Linked DNA regions of Vulpes vulpes: region 2 is linked to region 1. A link is a contact called in public Hi-C data. All regions are on one chromosome and are shown on one strand. Each heading gives the region's core, a stretch centred on a gene start, on an enhancer-like site or on the middle of the called end of the contact. The rest is flanking DNA. Distances are from core to core; before and after follow the strand shown. Region 1 holds the start of TRIP10 (thyroid hormone receptor interactor 10). Region 2 holds the start of TNFSF9 (TNF superfamily member 9).

Region 1 (6,610 bases), core at 3,983-6,482:
AAAAAAGAAAAAACAAAATGGAGAAAAGAAAAGAAAAAAAAAACGGTAAGAAAACCACAACTCAAGATGCACAATCACACACAGAAAATGCATGCAAAGAGCAACACAAAAATCTGGGAGGTGGTGGGGAGGGCATTAGACTGTGAGCCGGAAGGCCAGACCCCTCCCTACCCCCTTATGTTATCCCTTCCTTGAATTCTATGTCCAGTACCTAGCATGGGGCTGGAGGGGAGCAGGGGCAGGGAGGCCCCGGGTTCTGTCCACCCAGCTTTCTGAGCTCACAGTCTAGAAAATACAGGGAGATGCATGCGGGAATCAAGGTCTCAGATGGGTACATGGCTACAGAGGTCAAAGGCAAGCTGAGAGAAAGGTAGAAGGCATGAAGTATCAGAAGGGTTACAGGTGGGGTTTAAGCTGGGGGAGTCTGTTGTACAAACTGAGGGGAGGTATCAAATTATATGTCAGGAGGGATCAAGAATATATAACAGGGCTCATGAGAAATAAACTAAGGGTGGGGGGTGAGGGTCTAAGGTATAAAACAGGTATGTGCTTGACATTACAAGCCAAAAATCCCAAGAAAAAACAGCCTGAGGGTCAGGGGCCCAAGGACCCACTGGCAGGATGGAGAGGGACTCAAGGGGAGTCCCTAGGACAAGTCCCTCAAGCCCTCATCCAGCCCTGAATCCCAGAAGCAGGTCTCCTCCCAACATCCCGAGAAGCAGCAGACAGACTCCACGGGCCCCCTCCCTGCACCCCCCCTCAGCCTTGGGGGACTCCCAGGCCGATCACCCGGCCGCCTCCCTTCCCTCCAGCCTGGGCCAGCAGCCAAGAGGCAAATTCCTGCCCGGGACTCAGCGTCCCAGCGGCTGGGGCTGACTCAGTGGGGGCCCCCCTGTCCCCACTCACACTCCCCTTCCCAAGGGCCCCGGCCCCCACCTTGTTCTTCTTGCCGAAGGGCCAGCGCTTGGCACGGCTGCGGCCCGGGCCTCGGAGCTCAGGCCGTCCATCGGAGGGGGTGCCCAGGCTGCTGTCTGAGGGCACGCGGTTCATGGGCTGGCTGAAGTCTTCAAATTCCACGTCACCAGGGCGGGCAAAGCCTGACTTGTGCAGCTCGATCAGGACCTGGGAGTCCTGCAGGAGGGAGCAGGGGCAAGCAGTCAGGGGCAAGACCAGATGCCTAGCCTCTGGGGTCCTCCAACTTCCCACCTGTCAGCCCACTCGCCCAGGACCAGATACACACATTCTTGGCATCTACAGCATCTGCGGCCACCTTCATGCCCTCCAGACACTTGGCGATGATGGGTACCACCTGCAGCTCAGCCTCGGACAGGAGCCCATACCCGGCCCCCAGGTGGGTGGCCCGCCGCTCATCCATGTCCTGCAGCTTCTGCAGAGACAGAGGCAGGGGCGCTAATGGGACCAGCAGCAGCGATTCAATCCAAAAACACGATGGGGTGCCACACTGGCCCCAGCCCCAAGCCCAGTCTGGTGGGGAAAACACAAAATCGAATAGAGACTTCCAGCCCAGGGTGGCCAGAGAAGACACATGGGACAGGGGAGATCTGAGAGGGGAGTTTGAGGAGCTCAGTCTCGCCTAGGGAGTCAGGAAAGGATTCTCAAAGGAGGTGACCACGAAGCCAGGGCTTTGAACCCACCGAGAGCACACCCAACATAGATATTGCCAGTCCCAGGTGGAGTAGAGCAAGAGACTAAAGCAGAAGACAGGAAATTTGAGGCCTTTCAGAGGGACTGTTAGAGCTGGGGCTTAGAAGAATGAATAAGAGTTTCAGAAAAAAAGACATCCTGGCAGAAAGAGTTAGAGACAGAGCTCACTGCTGTTTTTAATTCCCTTTCAATTTAGAGATTGGGACATTGCAGCTAAGGTTTTGACAAATGTGTAAGAGTTGGGTAACTCTGTGTGTTTTTCAGGAGGGCAGGCTGGGGGCTTAGAACACTCACATCAAAAATCTGGGGCATCTGGGAAAAATAGAAGTGGGCCTGGTCTCGGTTGAACCGCTGGAGCTGGGCTGCGTACTCATTTTTGCTCTCCTCTGCCATGTGACTTCGAAGGTGGGCTTGTTGCTTGGCCTGAGGAATATCGAGGCAGGGGTCACGGCCAGGTTCTGCACCCCCCCCCCCAACCAGACCTCCAAACCCATCTCAGACCCCACAGGTACCTTCTCCACATCAGCCTTGGTGGCATTAATATCCTGATCGAGTCGCTCAGCGGTCTGGGCTGCCTTTTCAGCCTCCCGGCAGTCCCGTTCAAACTTGCGCTTACTCTGCCGGGGACAGAACCAGAAGGAGGAAGTAGGTGAGAAATCAAGGTTTCAGAGACTGGTGGGACATCACCCAGCAAATGCAGGGCAACGGGCATGCTGGGAACCCATGGGACAGAGGGGCCCCAGGCCAGACAATGCAGGCAGTTCCATGGATCAGCAACCCTCAGCCAGCTCCTTAGGGCCAGAGGCACCCTTCTCCACGCCCCCAGACTCACATTCTCCAGCTGCTTGAAGCCACTTTCCAGCTGCTGCTGAGCCCGACGGCCTTCCTGAAAGTGCTGTGCAAAACGGAGATGGTTAGGCTCACCTGGGTCGAGGTAGCAGTCCTCAAGACCCAGAGAGGGGATCACTCACCATCTTTCTCTCCTGTTTCATCTCCTGTGAGTACTTGGCCAGCTCGAGACACACACGGACGCTGAGGTTCTCAGCCACCAGCTCGCGCTGGCCCGCAAAGTCATTCACCTCCTGAAGAATCTGCACAAAGGACTGCTGCTGGCTGAACCTAGGGTAAGATGGGCAGGGGCAGCAAGCCAGGGTCAGGAGGCCACCCCCGCCACCCAGGGAAGCCAGATGCCCTAGGACCCACCTCCATATGGGAACGGGAAAGCCCCAACACATTCCTCCTGGAAGCAACCATAAATTCTGGTCCATATCCCTTACCCCAAACCCTTCAGTGGGATGCATTTTGGAACTCAGAACTTTTCAGGTTCAGAAAGGGGATATAATGCTTATACCATCTTTTATGCAGCACCCCAGTGGGGTCAGGGGCAGCATCCTGAACCGAACACCATAAATATTTTTGCAGCGAGAGGTATTACTATTCACAGTAAGAAGAATAAAACCCACGGACGTGATGAACGTGAAGTCAGGTCAGAGGCTGCTGCCACACAAGCTACCAGAACAATTTTTTCACTTCTAGAGCTCTTTGGATTCTGGAACTGGGGATGTGGCAAAAAGCGAAATCCTCCTATGTTGGACAAACTATGGGCTAGGCACTGCTTCAGTGCAAGATCTGTTATTCTCTGCATGAGCCCTACAAGATCATCATCATCATCCCGTTTCACAGGTGAGGAAAACAGGCACAAAACATAAATCAATGACCCAGAGTCACTTGTTGAGTGAGTGCCGGAGCCCCGCTCAATAGGAGAGGCAAATGGAAAACTCAAGTCAATTGCCCAGAGTCGTGGGGCTGGAAAATAACGGGATTTCGATTCCAGCACAGGTGATCCTGATCCAGGTTCTCCATCCACGCTCATTCCTCTAGGTGGGAAATGAAGCAAAAGGTGAGGGCCTTACCGCCTAGCTGGGGGAGAGGAAGTAAGACCAACACACACGCTCCCCAGGCGCCCCCAAATCTAGCCTGGCAATTCCTCTCCATCCTTACTTGGATTCTGGGTCATCCTTGGCAGGTCTCTTGGGCAGGTATTTTTTCACCAGGCTCCTAATGGAGAGAGGCAGAAAGGCTGAGCCCCCAGCCCTCCAACAGCTTCCCCAAGCCCCAGGCGGGTCCCCCCTAGGGTCTCACCTCAGTTGCTTTGCATAAGCCTGCTCCACCTCGGTCCGCTCTTTCACGAATTTCACATATCTGTCCAACAGGTCCAGGCCCCACTGCGTGTGACGCTCGAGCACCTCAAACTGATCCTGGAAGCGGGCGGAGGATTCGGGATCGAGACGTTGGGACCCCACCGCCCGCGGACCAGGCGCCTGAGAAGCCTCAGGGCTCTGAGCTGGGAGAAGGTGTGGCTTCCCGGCCCCGCCCCGGCGCGGCGCGGGGGGAGGCAGGAAACCGGCGGGAACCCCCTCCCCTTCCCGGGAAGGGCCAGGGAACAGGGGCGGGGCCCCGGCCGGACTACGGGGTCCCGGCCTCCAGACCGCCAAGCGGGGCGTGGAATGGGGCAGGGCCACTCCCCCCTGCCCCGGCTCCCCTAATCCCCCCTCCCAAGATTCCGGAAAATCCGGCCGGCCCGGCGTGAGTCAGGACCAGAGGGGCAGGATTCGCCGCAGCTCGGGGGGCCCCAGAATGTCCAGGGGCCAGGCTCCGTGTTCCCGGGTCGCCATGCTTCCCGGGGTCCCCCGCACACACGGGACTCCGTTTCCCCCACTGACCCCACTGCACCTCCGAAAGAAATTCCAGAGTTGTGGGGGAAGGAATCTGGTTACCCCCTCTGCATCCAGGAACCCAGGGAGCCACCGCCCCCATAAAAAGGAGGGGTCAGAGGTCCGGGCTAGGATCAGGGGAAATTTCTGGGGCTTCCAGAGCAGAGGTCAGAAGCAGCCTGGGGGCGGCCCCTCCCAGTGCCTGGGGCGGGATGGGGGAGGGGGCTGCGAGGCCAAGCCAAGCAGCCCCCTCCCCCCCAGCGCGACCCAAGCCCCAAGGTGTTGATTGGAGCCTCCGAAAGGCGGTCGGAACTTCCAGGTCCCACGTGGGCTTGGAAGTGGCCACAGGGTCCCCTCCCCCGCCCAAGCCGGACAGGCGGGCTGCGGGCAGGGACCCAGGGGCCGTAAGATAAGCCGCCGGCCCAGCCAGGGTGCTCAAAATAGGTGACCTCGCCCGGCCGCCCCGGCCTGGTCCCGGGACGCCTGCCCTCCTCACTCGGAACCCCGCGCTCAGTTTCCCGACTCCGCGGCTGCAAGGTCGCCCTTCGCCCCGGGCGTCCTGAAACGCCCTGGGAAAGTCCGAGGGAGGGCGGAAAGCGGGGACTCCGGGGGTCTCCCAAGGGGGAAGCGCCGAGCCCCCGCTAAGGTCGTGCAGGAGCAAGGAGGAGGAGGGATCCGAACTCCAGAAAAGGAGAAACTTGGAAGCCGGGCCGATCGGACTCACCCACAGCTCGGTGCCCCAATCCATGCTGCTCCCGCCGAAGCCGCCGCCGCCGCCGCCGCCGCCGCCGCGCCCGGTCCCCGCCGCCCGCCGCCCGCCGCCGGGAGACTCAGCCTGCAGCGGCGCGCCCGGCCCAGCCCGCCAGGCCCCGCCCCCTCCAGGCTCGGCCACGCCCCCGCAGGCCCTGCCACGCCCCCATCTGCGCGGAGGCCCGAACAGCGCCCTAAAGGCGGGACCCCCGGAGGAGGCGGGGCCCAACGGACGCCCCGCCCCCTCTTAAAGGAAAGTGGCCACTAGACGCCACTGGACCGACCCCTTAAAGGACCCCCATCCATTTCCCAAATCCCCCGGACCCCTCCTATCCTCCCCACCCCTAAGTCTCCCGGGACTGTTGTTTTCTCTTTCCTTCAACCATTCCTTAATAAAGGGCCAAGACATTAAAACCCCAACCCGAGAGGTCCTTCCCCCACCACCAGCCACCCCTTCCCGCACCGCCCCCCCGCCCCCCCTCCCGCCGTCGCTGGGAGAACCTGAGGTCACCGGGCTCTTGCGGGCCGGCCCGGCTCCAGACATCTATGCTCGGCCCACTAATGGTCTGGTTCCCTCCGGCCACAGGGCGGATGGGAGGACTTCGATCCTGCCCAGAACGCGTGCCTCCGCCAAGGCCCGGTCCATTAGCACCCCCACCGCATCCTGCCTTCTCCCTCCTCCCCAAGTCTGCGCCGGGAAACTGAGGACGGGCTGTCCTTGGGGCACCGGGCCCAGGTCTTTCCTCGGCCCTCATCCAGTTCGCGCTTCCACCTGCCCATTTTCCAGGCGCATCCGTTTAGACCCAATCAGGTTTCACTGTCCAGACCCCGGTTCCGACTCCACCTCTCCCTCCAGACACTCGGGCCCTGGGGGCACAGAAGTCTGTCACTTCCCTCATAAATGCCTGTTCACACCTCATTAATCTCCTTAAGGCACTGAGATGACAGGGTAGAGAACCCTGCAGCTCCCACCCTCATCCTCCCCTGCCTTTAGTCCTTAGTGCCAACGGAGGTGACAGACGCCCCGGAGCCCCTGGGGCACAAGTTAGGCCCCAAGCCTCTGGGCTTCCAGGAGGAGAGCCCCAGGAGCCCAGGGGACATAGGCCTGAAATCCTGGGACAGATGGCTCTGTGGGGACCTGGCCCCACCTGCTGGTGACTTCTGAGCTAGAAAACCTCCTGTTGCAAAGTGGGCTGTGCTCCAGGGTTTGGGGGACCAGCTGAGTCAGGGGCTCAGCGTGAGTTCTGCCCTCAGCCGCTTAGCCTGATATTGGAGTCTCCACACTGGCCTCAAACTCAAATTGGAATTGGGATTCGTTCCAAGTCGGCACCACAGTTGGGACAGGATCTCAACCTGGGGTCAGCTTAGCGGAGGGGTCAGCAACCCACTAGGGGTTCCTGGCCTCAAACTACGGTCCAGCGGTCAGGCCTCGTCTGGGGTCAGGGCTCCGTCCAGGTTGGGAGGGCTCAACCAGAGAGATT
Region 2 (7,032 bases), core at 1,765-4,264, 130 kb after region 1:
CTTCCGCCACGCAGATACAAACAGGTCGTCACCAGCATAGAGAAGAACAAAACCGGAATGAAGTCCCCGAAGCATAGGGTAGTTAGGTCTCAAATGAGATAACTCACGCTGTCTGGCATACAGCAGAGGCTCAATACTTTGTAGTCAGGAAGTTTCTAAGTATCGTATAATCCAGTACCACACACCATCTCACAGTCTCCCATGTGGTCCGGTCACACAGGGTCACGCACAATCATAGTCCTAGTGTCAAGCAGGCATACCTGACTGCCAGCTTGGCAAAACGCTGGGCTACCTGTCTTGTTCACAGCTGTGTCTTCAACACCTAAAACAGTGCCTGACACACAGGAGATGCTCAAAACAACTTTCATGAATGATGCTCACACAGCATAGTCACACAGACCCCTGAAGACTAGCGCCTTGAATGCCATAGCAGGTCTGGGGATGAGTCTTTATTTCTCACATATTAACATAAATAAAGTTTTTTTTTTATCTGTTTTGTTTGCTGATGTTTCTCCAGCCCTGTAGCGGGCCTTACATACAGCAGATGTTCAATAAATATACATTGAATGGATTAATATAAAGTACACTGTTGAGCTCAGGCTCAGAATAAATACCCAAAGTTCAACTGGGGGCAGGAATGGGAGAGTGACTTGGAGAGTCCTCGAGGAGGGGATCAGCAGCGGGGACCCCTGCCAAGCCAGGTGAGGTAGAGTAGCGAGGCATCACCAAGAGCCCCAATAAAAGAAGGCAGCATTCATTCTCCATCCAGGGGCGGGGACCCAGGCCCCGTGTCCATGGGCCATGACGAGGGGAGTCCAGTGGGGACTTTGGTGGCCACTCTGAAGAGGCCCAAGATCGTGGCACCTTGTGCCAGCTGCCAGGCAGGGTGGGCCCCTGCCTCAGCTCGCAAGTGAACACGGAGGCGCTGGCCTGCGTCCAGGTGCAGCAGGCTGCCCCGGAAACCAGCTGCTGAGTCATGGGCCTCCGAGGATGGTGGAGGCAGGTCCAAGGTCAGGTCCAGGGCTGCAGCCTCGGTGCCAAGTGGCTGCAGGTGCAGGGCAGCAGAGACAGAGCCAGAGCCCGTGCTGGACATTACCCGCTGCAGCTTCAGGTGCAAGAAAACATAGTAGAGCCCTGGTTCCGCCACCATCAGCTCCCGAGTGCGCTGGTCATAACTCAGTCCCGGCCCCAGGAATACACCTGCCAGGCCCGGGTCACTGTACCAGCGCAGGGGTCCTTCCTTCAGCTGTACTGAGGGAGGAAGAAGAGAGGGAGGTTCCTTGAGCTGGGCTGTGGAGCCAGGGTGCAGCCCAGGGGAGGGGTGCTGGGGCTCTGAGCTGGAGAGGGACAGAGGTCTCAGAAGGAAGAGGGAGGTGAGGTTGGCGATGCAAGGGAAGGAGGGAGGACAGGACTTCCACGGAGGAGAAAGTGCAAAGGGGTGGGCATGGGGGTGGAGGGGTAGGGGGGTGAGGGGGTGGAGGGTTCAGGGCTGGGGGTGGGGTAGAGGTGGAGGGGTAGGGGGTGGGGGTTCAGGGTTAGGGTGGGGGGTAGAGATGGAGGGTGTGTGGAGGGTAGGGGGGTAAGGGGAGGGAGGAGGGCATGGGGAGCCAGGGTGAGGAAAGTAGAAGGAAGCACTGGGAGGGGGTACAATGCCAAAAGATGGGAGGGGCAGTCAGACTGGGGAGAGCTCAGGAGGGAGGGAAGGAAGGAGCCTGGCGAGAGGCGAGAGACGCGAGGGGACTGGGGGAGGTGGCAAAGCCCAGAGGGAGCCCAGAGGGGACACAGAGGGAGGAAAGAGAGTCTCAGGAAGGGGGAGAAGACAGAGGGGCAGGGGTGGGGAGGAGGAGTCTGGAAGAGGAAAGGAGTTAGCAGGAGGTCTCCAAAACCGGCAACGGGGGGTGGGAGGAGGGCCCCCCCCCCCCCGCCGCACCTCCCAGAGCCCAGCCGGAGAGACAGGGGCAGGTGGGATCTGTGGGATCAAGCCCCAGGTGGGTGAGGGGGGGAGCCTGAGACACGTATATTTGGGGGTCAGAGGAGGAAAAGCCGACACCCTGAGAGGGCCATGGGAAGACCAGCAAGGCAGAGCGGGCTTAAAGAGGCGAGGGGACAGCTTTTGGAGAGGAACGGAAGAGGACGAGATGGAGGGCGCGGAGGCCTCCCTGTCCCGGGGCTCCTCCGCCTGCGGCCACCCCCGCCCGCCAGCCCCGCCGCGTGCGCCCAGGCGGAGTGACCGCGGGACACTCACCATCTCGGGCCACCAGCTGCGCGAACACGGCCTGCGGAGAGAGGACAGGCGGAAAGTGGATGGAGGCCCCCGTGGCGTCGCCGCAGCCCCCCGGAAAGTGGGGGTCCCCGGGGTCTGGCGGGCCTTGAGCCCTCCCCCGCGCTCCAACGAAGGCACAAGCGTACGCGCACTGCCGGCGCGGGTGGCTCGCCCTGCCCCAGCCCTGGGGCAGGAACAAGGACGGAACCTCGTGATTCCGCAGACGAAAGAGGGGAGGTTCCCTCCAGGCGCCCTCGGGAGGGAGAGGGGGAGACCCCGGGAGCCCAGGGCCAACTGATCTCCGGCAGTTTGCAAAGAAGCGCGAGCTCCCGCCGCGGCTCGGGGATAAAGAAGAGGCGCCGGTCCGCGATGGAGCGGGATACGCTGCGGGGCCCGGGATGCGCAGGGGAGTCTCACGGGGGGGCCCCGCCCCGAGGCCCTCAATAGAGAAGGGGTGCTCTCGAGGGGGAGAAGGGGCTCCGGGCGCCTCTCACCTGCGGGGAGTCGGGGAGGCGGGCGCCGGCGTCCGGCAGGGGCGCGGGGAGCGCGGGGAGCGCGGGGAGCGCGGGGAGCCGGGGCCCGGGGACCACCCAGGCGCGGAGCGCGCAGGCGGCGCAGGTGCCGGCGAGCAGCAGCATCGCGGCGCTCAGCGCCCAGGGCAGCGGGCTGCAGGCGCGGCCGGGGGGCGCGGGCGGCCGCGGGGCCTCGGGGTCCGGGGCGGCGTCGCTGCGGGGGCGCATGGCCGGCGGCGGGCGGCTGCAGCCCGGCCCGGGGCCCCGCGCTTTATAGCAGCTCCGGAAGCCGCGTTTTCCGGGGCGGGGCGCGTGGGGATCCCTGCGCCCGGCCCTCTCCGCCTTCCGCTTGAAGTTTCCCTAAACTTTCTCTTCTCTGAATCTCTCCACTTTCCACCTCCCTGGGCGCCCTGCTCCGCCCGCCCCGCCGTTTCCTCTTTGTCCCTAGCTCTGTCCCTCCTGTGTCTCCTGGGTTATGCCTCTCCGCCCCCGGGTTATGTCGCTCTGGGGGTCCCTGTGTAACCCGCATGGCCTCTGGTCTCTGGGCCCTTCTCGCTCTTAATCTGTCCCCCGACTCTGTGGACTGTCGCTGGAGGAGGTCTCAGAGAACCTTTCCATCTCTTGGCCTTGGTATTACTTTTTTTTCTTTGAGGTTTTATTTACGTATTCATGAGAGACACAGAGAGAGGCAGAGGCAGAGGGAGAAGCAGGCTCCCTGCGGGGGCCCCGATGTGCGACTCAATCCCAGGACCCTGGATCACGCCCTGAGCCAAAGGCAGATGCTCAACCACTGAGCCACCCAGGTGCCCCTCGGCCTCGGTATTTCTGTGCGTCTGTCTCTGTCTCTCTGTATCTCTCCCTGTCTCTCTATGTCTCTGACTCTGATTTAGTTTCTTAGTCTCCCCCTCTTTCCCTTCCTTCTTGCCACTCTAGCCGCCCTCCCCAACCCCGCACTAGGGCTCCCCCAGCACTCCCCTAATTCCAGCGTATCTGCAGAAGGGGCAAGGAACAGCCAGGCCTCAGCCCCCTTCCCTAGAGCATAAGCTCCCCCAGTGGAACCCTGAGTGGCAGGCTCAGCCCTCCCCCCACCTTCCCTCACCTTCCCCAGGAGCCCTGGGGTCTTCCCAGGCTTGCCTCCACCCACCCATCTGGACGCTTCCCGTCAGGGGCCCCTTCTGGACCCCACAAGCAGAAGGCTGGAGAGTCCAGGTAGAGAAATCCCCCTTGTAGGGAAGGGACAGTCTTGGCTAAAGCAGAGGAAACTCAAATTTCCCGTTCACTCTCTGCTGGTGGAGGCGGGGTGGGAGGAGGCGCAGAGCAGGGGCGAAAACTCGGATCCAAAAGAGGAAGCGATTGTGTCTTGAGAGATGGGCAGCCCTGGAAAAGCCCTGGCCTCCTCAAGTAGCCCTGCTCTGCGGGGACCCGCCGGGTGGACACTGGCTCTTCTACCCTCTCCAGGGCTCCCTTGCCCCTGGCCAGCGAGCAAGGGATCGCAGGGCTGCAAAGGCCTCGGGGAAATGCAGGGGGGGTTTTGGGTTCACCCATAAAGGTATGGGATGGCTCCCTTGCTTTCTATTTTGTTGTATTGGGCCTCCTTGGGGAATTAGGGTAAGAAAAGAGTGGTGATGCTGGCTGGTGTTGGTGCACAGGTGCTAAAAGCTTCCGGTATCTGAGCGGTTCATAAGATGTGACGCAGAACCAGCTAACAAGTGGTAGCAGCAGCACCTGGGGATTCGTTAGTTATGCAAATTCTAGCACCACAAACTAGGCCTATTGACACTCTGGGAGCAGAAGCCCAGGAATCAGTGTGTGGATGAGCCCTCCAGATGACTCTGGTGCTCGCCTAAGTTAGAGATGCCACCGCATTGTACCAGGGTCTTTCCTTCGCACCTGCCATCCCTCTGGCTGGAATGTTCTGTGGCACTTTCGGTTCCGACGTCACTCTGGGCAGAGAGGATGAGCCAAGCACCGGGCTCTACTTGCATCACTCTTTCCTGAAACCCCACTCCCATGACAGCTAAGCGATTGTTTTGAAAACCGAACCAAAATTGTTAGCCAGCCCGGTGGGAAGCCAAATATAATCTCCGTAGCGGAATTCCACCCTCACCAGCCCCCAAGGCTGCTCGGCAGTGGGTGACCCACCGCCGACTGGAAAAGAGAATGTGGTGGGTGGCAGCTAAAATCGAGGAGTTTGCCACAAGTAGATTCCCAAAAGAGACACCGGCTTTTCTCCCCAGCAGGGCAGAAAGACAGCCTGTTTCTATTGTTGCTTCCCTCCACCACCACCACCCCCACCACCCCCACCCCCCCAGAGAGCAGAAAGGACAGCTGAGGGCAGAAGAATCGGGCCGGAAACCAGAGTGGTAAACAAACCTGTGACCGTGAACGCAGGAGCTGAAATTTCCCCACCTCAGCCCTCGCCCCCACTCAGCACCCAGGACTGGGGAGATGGGACAGTAAAAGACCCCTGGGAATCTGACCAACCAGGGAGACAGATTTACCAATACTGAGGCCAAAAGGTCCTCTCCCGATGGCATCGCCCCTCCAAGAAGCTCACAGGGCCTTGGACCACAGCCTGTTTATTACGAAGCTCTGCCCCCACAGCAGCCAGGGATTGCCTCCGCTGAGGGTGCCTTTCTCCGAGGTCCCAAATGCAAATGTCCTGCCCTGGGTCCGGTTATATGGTTATATCACCCCGTGGGGATTTCCTTAGTAGCATATCCACTATCTGGAGTATCCTGGTTGGTTTGCTTCCTTGCTTGTTCTGCCCAGGAGGCTGTGATCTCCTAAAGAGTGCCATCTCCATCTGCCCTGTGGCCCTTCTGCCAGTGCCCAGGAAACGGCCAGCCTCAGTAATACTCACGGAACGAATGACTGGAGTACAGCATGACAGTTCCCAGCACAGGCTCCAGAGGTCCACAGAGTACAGTCTACCGACTACACATTTTTTTGTTTCTGTTTTTAAGTGACTGGGAAAAGTCAAAAGAAGAATGTGTGGCATGTGTGGTGATATGAAATTCAAATTTTGGTGTCCACAAATAAAGCCCTACAGGCACACGGCCGTGCTCATTCATTTGCATGGTTTCTGTGGCCGTTTCTGCGGGGGGACGATGGCAGAGTTGAGTGTTGCATGAGACTGGCCCACAAAGGCCCAGGTATTTACTCTCTCTAGTCCATTTCAGAAGAAAAAAAAAAAGGGCAGCCCTGGTGGCTTAGCGGTCCTGGAGACCCAGGATCGGGCTCCCTGCATGGAGCCTTCTTCTCCCTCTGCCTGTGTCTCTGCCTCTCTCTCTGTGTGTCTCTCATGAATAAATAAATAAAATCTTTAAAAAAAAAATAAAGAAAGAAAAGAAAAAAAAAAGTTGCTGCCTCTGCTCTAAGATCTTGAACTTCAGCTCCCAAATGTCTTGCCTGAGATCTTGGGCAGGCTGAGCCTCATTTTTCATCTATGTGAAGTGGGAATAATAGTAGGTCTCAAAGGGTGGCGGAGAGCTTGTCGTGAGGTGTGCCAGGCACGCAGTAAATGTTCAGTAACATTTACTGGCATCCTATGATCTCTGGATCTTCCGCAAGCCCAGCACAATTTCATCCCCAATAGATGGATGCAGACACGAAGAGTTGAAATCACTTAGCCTCAGTGACTCACGGTGACTGTTCCAAACTCTTTACACCAAGGAGCTTGGCAGACTTCTCTAAACTCCCCCTCAGGGACGGGAAACAAGGCCTGGCAGCTCGGGGAAGGCTCAGGCCACAGCCAGGGAGTGCCATGACGTGCTGCTGTGGTCGGGACATCTGAGCCAGGCAGCCCTGTGCATCACGAGGCTCTCAGCATCACCCTGCTAGCACCCCACGTTCAGTGGAGTTGCACCTCTATGTTCAGCCGTCTCCCCCCAGGTGGGCGTGGGCCGCTTTCCTCACCTCTAAGGGTAGGACCCGAATCCTCACCCTTACCAGCTGTAGGGACTGGGCAGGAAGTAGTTAGAGGGAGGGGCACCTTCTCTTCCCCCTTGTGAGGCCCAGTGAAGGTACCTCCTTCCAGGAGGTGTGCTTTGATTTTTCCTAGCAAAATCCATCTCCTTTTCCCTGGGTCCCACATTGCTCCGGAGCCCTGGCCTCCCCCCCAGGGTGAACTTCTGGCTGGCCTCCATCCTCTATCTTCCCCAGGGCAGAGGCAAAGCCTAACAGAAAACCTTAGTGATGTTTGCTGAGTAAGTACACAAGCGAGAGAACAAGCAAGTGAGCGAGGGACCCAACGGG

What was found. A called contact is a pair of places that touch in the nucleus more often than the background predicts.
Region 2: a contact with region 1 is called in a Hi-C map of skeletal muscle, with 2.5 times the contacts expected there. The contact joins the promoter of TNFSF9 here to the promoter of TRIP10 in region 1. A contact is called at or near these places in 2 of 3 Hi-C or Micro-C datasets (both in skeletal muscle).

What each region holds. Positions count from the first base shown.
Region 1 is chr9:104,959,822-104,966,431 of VulVul3, forward strand. TRIP10 (thyroid hormone receptor interactor 10) reads right to left here and starts at 5,233. Exons shown (of 15, transcript XM_072721635.1): 1 at 5,104-5,233; 2 at 3,808-3,923; 3 at 3,667-3,723; 4 at 2,637-2,784; 5 at 2,498-2,560; 6 at 2,178-2,282; 7 at 1,960-2,088; 8 at 1,241-1,387; 9 at 937-1,131. The coding sequence starts at 5,127. LOC112911829 (a long non-coding RNA gene) reads left to right here and starts at 2,663. Exons shown (of 3, transcript XR_003233434.2): 1 at 2,663-2,789; 2 at 3,202-3,348; 3 at 3,879-3,996.
Region 2 is chr9:105,090,342-105,097,373 of VulVul3, forward strand. TNFSF9 (TNF superfamily member 9) reads right to left here and starts at 3,015. Exons shown (of 3, transcript XM_072721638.1): 1 at 2,758-3,015; 2 at 2,246-2,276; 3 at 1-1,251. The coding sequence starts at 3,003. The coding sequence ends at 755.